Linked DNA regions of Manis pentadactyla: region 1 is linked to region 2. The links are chromatin contacts, called in public Hi-C maps. All regions are on one chromosome and are shown on one strand. The core of a region is the stretch at or near the end of the contact, and the rest is flanking DNA. Distances in the headings are between cores, read along the strand shown. Region 1 holds the start of GABBR1 (gamma-aminobutyric acid type B receptor subunit 1). Region 2 holds the start of TRIM40 (tripartite motif containing 40).

Region 1 (2,700 bases), core at 44-2,543, 170 kb after region 2:
CACTCCCAGTGTAGTCAGGCCTCAACACTCACACGTTAAAATATTGTTTATGTTACTTTACTAATTACGTTTGTTTTTATTTCTCCTTATGTTACTGACAGGGAAGCATGTTGATTTTTTTTTAAAGTTACATGTGTACCTAGGTTATATCTATAAATTTCAATTTACTGTATTAACAGTCATTGCAAACTTATGTTATAAAAAGGTTTGAAGGCTGAGAAGCTCAGATCTAATCAATCAGTCTCAGTGTTTGATGTTTTCCCTCCTCTTTCCCAGCACCAGCCAGAAAGGAAGGTTTTTTTCTCTCTCTCATAAGGAGCCCCCTCTTACTGTCTCTCCTCCATGAACACCATGCACACCTTCCAGACAATGGTCAGGAGCCTCAGGAACTGTCAGAAGGCCCTCACTTTCCCCACTGCCTCCAGGGCTTCCAAGTCTCCCTTAGTCGCGAAATACTGATGGCTAGGCCCTGCTGGAGTAGAATAATGTTGGTTCCTGCCCACTTCGAGGCTCTTTTTTCTCTTGCCTTTTTCCTGTCTTTCCTTTTCCCGGTACTAGTCTAGTTTCTCTCCTTGATGCTCCCCTCCCAGTCATTTGCTTCCAACCCTCTCTTCCCCATTCCCTGTTCCCTTGCCTGAGCAGGAATAGCAATGCGGCTGGACCCATGCGGCGGCTCTTCTCTCCCATCTGTCTTCTATACCCAACTCTTGACGCGCTTAGGCGGCTCCCGGCCTTCACCCACCTCCTCCCGTGCTCCTCTGTCGGACCCTGGCTTCTCCTTTCTCTTTCATCCATTCTGCCTCTCTCCTCTCACTCGGGTGAGGGCTGCCTCCTCTTGGTGCAACCGTCTTCTCCGCCTGCATCCCAGATTCCCTGTCTCAGCGCCAGCTCCTCTGCCTTTGGCTCGGGTTCCCTTGCCGCCAGTCCGGTTTCCAGCAGTGCGGCCCCGGGAGCCCGCCGGTGGGTGCGGGTGCACCAGCGTTTCCTCCGCCCCTACCTCTCCCCGGCGTGGTGGGCGGTCCAGGGCGGGGCCGGGATCCGGGGCGGCTCCCGGGGCTTGGGTTGTGGGAGGTGCCCTCTCCCCGGTCTCCCCCCTCTTGCCCCCGCCCTGTCTTCTCCAGCACCCTCCTCCTTCCCTCCGCCCGGGAGCTTTCCCCGGTCCCCGGCGCCGCCTCCTTCTCTCCCCGCTCCCCGCTTCGGCGGCCGCCGCCGCCCCGGGGAAAGAGAGACGGGGGTGGGATTTGGGGGAAGCGAGAGAGGAGGGAGAGACCCTGGCTGGGCTGGAGCCCGGATTCGAGAGGAGGAGGGACGGGAGGAGGGGAAGGTGGAGGAGAGAGGAGGGGGAGTGGGGAAGAGCCGCCGGGCCTGGGGCCTTGAGGCCCGGGAGAGCCGGGGAGTCGGGCCGGCGCGCCGAGGTAAGAGCCAGGGCCGGAGAAGCAGGGCTTGGAGAGGGCGTGCGGGGGAGGCCGAGCGGGACTGGGGAAGGAATCGGGGAGCGCCGAGGCGGCCGGCCTGGGGAGCGTGGATAAACCGGGCTCGGGCGAGCCGCGGGGGCCGCGGGCGGGGAGGCGGTGAGAGGTGGAGTCCCGGGAGGGTGGGGGGCCGAGGGAGGCAAGAGGGTGGGGACAGGAGGAGGGTGGGGACGGGCTCTCCCCTCCTCTACCCCCACCCAGCCCCGGGCTCCGCCCCCGCCGCCTCCGCGGGATGCCCTCCGCATCGCAGGCTGCGCGGGGCCGGAGCGCGGGAGGCGGCGGGCCGGGTGGCGCTCACGGCCGCCTCTCGCTCAGATGCTGCTCGTGCTGCTGGCGCCGCTCTTCTTCGGGCCCCCGGGCACGGGCGGGGCGCAGGCCCCCAACGCCACCTCAGCAGGTGCACCCTTCTCCGGCGATCTCGGGCACCCTCCACCCCACTTCCCGTCTTTAAACCCCTCTTCCCTGGTCCTTATTACTCTCCGTCAGCCGGTCTGACAACCCCGCCTGCTCGGCCCCACTTTACTACTCTTGACCTCCTTTCTATCACCCCACATTGTCACCCAGCTCGCCTTTTCCTCCCCCCCACATTACTACACTAGGCCACCTTTCGGTGACCGCACCTTCATTCCTGGCCCAACATTACCACCTCAGCTTATCCTTTCCTTGGTCCCACATTGATGCCCAGGTGGTCTTATAAGACTGCCCCCCTCATCCGAATTCAACTCAGATTTGCTCAGCAAACATACTCGCATACCCCTTCACAATTTCCTAATTACTTTTCTCTATTACTTCCAACCAGCTCCCTTCCATCCCCACTTGTGGGCTTCCTTACTGGCCTTACCCCTGGTTCATTACTCTTGGGTCCTTAGCTCAGGGTTGTGTACCCAGCCCCACTCCCACCTCCCAGCATCCCATCCCATCCCCTTCCCTCTGTTCTCCACCTGCCCATTGACCACTCCCTACGCTCCCCTGCTTCCCGCTGCTGATCCTGCCTTTTCCTTTTTTCCCACCATTCCTGTCTTTATGCTTACCGGGCTTACCTCCCAGGCTGCCAGATCATACACCCACCCTGGGAAGGGGGCATCAGGTACAGGGGACTGACTCGCGACCAGGTGAAGGCTATCAACTTCCTACCTGTGGACTATGAGATTGAGTATGTGTGCCGGGGGGAGCGCGAGGTGGTGGGGCCCAAGGTCCGCAAGTGCCTGGCAAACGGTTCCTGGACGGA
Region 2 (2,700 bases), core at 189-2,688:
GCCCTTAGGCTCCTTGATTTGCTCACAGCCAATGACCTTTATTTTTGCCACCTACCCAAATGCCCATTCTCTGGATCTTGTCTGAAGTCACAAACCAAGCATGGGCTCATCTTACAGCTCTCTCTGTTGCTAGTCACACACTACCATGTCTGTTCTTCAGTCTCTAATCCTTGACCTCTCCACATTCCACATTTCTGTTATAGCTCATGAGACAATTTGAGGAACAAAAATGTAGAGAGATTAAGTAACCTGTCCAAGGCCACAGGAGGATAAACAGAGCCAGGGTCCAGATCTGGATGTCTGTCACCCTAGCCCATATGCTTCAACACCACGAAGTGTTGTCTTTTAGAAAGAGTTTGGTAAAGTCTTGAAAATGGATGGGTGAATGGACAAATGGGCAGACAACTGGATTCTAGATAGACAGAAGAAGAGTACTGACTAGAGTTATTTACATATTTTTCTTGATTTCCCTGCTGGTTAATTGAGAAACTTGAAGGCGGGGATCCACTGTATTTAAGTTAACACTAGTTTAAGGATGATTCAACTGTAAACATCATACAAGGAAAGACAGATAAATTCAACAACATTTATAAAGATCTGTATGAAAAAAGAAACTACAAAAGCAATGCCAAGAGATGGATGACCAAATGAAAATGCGAAAAGAAAACACATTTACAACTATCATCAAAATCAAAGGGCTAATTTCCCTAATACGTAGAAAGCTCTTACAAAAAAAAAAAAAAGGAATGAACTACCAAGTAGAAAAGTGAGTAGAGGAAATGAACAGAACCATCATAGAAAAAAAATACAAAATGTCTCTAACACTTATGAAAAGATGCTCAATCTCACTCACAAGAAGGAAGTGCAAATCAAAACGATGCTGAAAGTAGGTGTCTGAATGGTTAGAGAACAAGGGTGGGTGGGAGACTTTCCCTTATGTTCCACTGTACCTTTTTAATTTGGAACCAAATAAGTATATCATCTATTTAAACATTTACTTAAAAGATGTTTAAGAAGATAAAGAATCAGTGGCTAGAATGAAAAGGATTCTGGACTAGTCAAAAGATCTGGATTATGTTTCTATTTCTAGAGATTTGGAACTGCATGTTCTGAGACAGCCACAATCTTCTCAGGAAAGTGGATCAAAAGCTGGGATGTGCTTCCTAAACAACTAACTGACACACACAAGTGTTAGGGGTTATTATTATTCCCCTGCCTCACAGCCTATTTAGTATAGCTCCTTGCATGTAGCAAGTGTTTTATAATTTTTTTCAATGGGTGAGCTTACCTCATTTTGCCCATTTTTTATTGGAGCCAAGAGTCAGGTGATCTGCATCTTTTCCTTCTCCTTCATCACTTCTTTCCTGTCTCTTATTTGACATCAGCAGAGAAGGTCTCCTACCTCTTCTTTGCAGGTGCTGTAAACTCTTTACATCAGTTTCAGCCCAGCTCATGACCCAGTTTCCTGCATGAAACCTTCCTAACTACACATTCTTCATTGTTCCAGGGCTTCCATTTACATTTGGGCAGGTTGTTCACTGCGTAAGAGCAACCAGCTGAGTGGATGAGTAGGGGCTGAAACCCAGCCCGCAGCCAGCTTACTAAGTCGTGGACCTTGGCGCGGAGCAGCACTGACCCCCAGAAAGTGAAGGGGCCCATTCTGATTTGCACAGATGTCAGAGGGGCTTAAAGTCTATATGCATCTCTCCCTTAACTGAACCACTGCCTAGTGCATTACCATTTAATTTTTGCCAACTCCCTGACTTTAGCTCATGCTTAGCTCCATCAGAGATAGTACTCTGTCTTCCTATCTGTGCATACCTTCCAGTGCCTAGAACAGTGTTGGACATCTTAAGCCACTCTTTCAAAAGTCTCCAACTAAATCCTAAACTCGCATCCTAGTGATGTTTTCTCAGCCCAAATCCAAACTGACAACTTTGAAAAGTCAAACCAGAGGCAGTGCCTTCCTTGAAATTCTCTTTGCTGGCTCCTGGGTTTCCCTTTCAGCCCTGACTACCCATAAAAGGAGCTCTACTCACTCCTAGCACAATGAGGTGAAGCTACCAGGACTTGAAAAGCAGACAGGCCAGATCAGCTTTCTCTACCACTTCATGGTTAAACTTATGCAGGCCCTGTAGTGTCCCTAAGTCCAGATGCCATCCAGATCTTTATCCATGACCTTGATCTCCTTACTGTTTAAATTCCAGTGCATGCTTGAATGTCTCATCACCACTTCAAGTCCACTGTACTGCTATTCTTAGCTACGTTATCTGCCACCCAGCCAGAACAAGAATGCAGAGAGGGTCCTTCAGCTGTGTTTGGCAGTTGTCTCTCAGTGGGCAGTAGATGGCGCTGTCTCCCCAGCCAGGACGCAGTCTTTCCACCTCTAAGGGACCATGCTGCCCTGACCCCAGGGCCCTGGGACATTCCATTAAAAATTGATTGCTTAAAAACTGACATTGTAATTCCTCAGGGTAAGAAATATCTGGCTGTGGCTGAACTGTGTAGATTTATGAAAGGTAGGGAGGAAGAGGAAGCACAAAACTGTAAGAGGATGAGGGGTATGATCTAGGAGAGAAACAGCTTTCAGGGCAACAGAAGGCAGGGGGACCAAGGAAGAAAGGTTGCCAGTGAAAAATGACAATGGCCTGTGGCAGAAATAGCCATAGAATTTTTAAGAACAGAATGTCTAATACTGAA

Evidence for each region. Hi-C and Micro-C count contacts between places; a contact is called where the count stands out from the background.
Region 1: a contact with region 2 is called in a Hi-C map of fibroblasts, with 4 times the contacts expected there. The contact joins the promoter of GABBR1 here to the promoter of TRIM40 in region 2.

The regions. Positions count from the first base shown.
Region 1 is chr16:43,595,241-43,597,940 of mManPen7.hap1, forward strand. It overlaps GABBR1 (gamma-aminobutyric acid type B receptor subunit 1), which reads left to right and starts at 1,294. Exons shown (of 22, transcript XM_036908646.2): 1 at 1,294-1,415; 2 at 1,788-1,869; 3 at 2,520-2,700. The coding sequence starts at 1,788. It overlaps LOC118924147 (basic proline-rich protein-like), which reads right to left and starts at 1,780. Exons shown (of 3, transcript XM_036908659.2): 1 at 998-1,780; 2 at 743-857. The coding sequence starts at 1,717.
Region 2 is chr16:43,429,047-43,431,746 of mManPen7.hap1, forward strand. It overlaps TRIM40 (tripartite motif containing 40), which reads right to left and starts at 1,439. Exons shown (of 7, transcript XM_036908657.2): 1 at 1,289-1,439.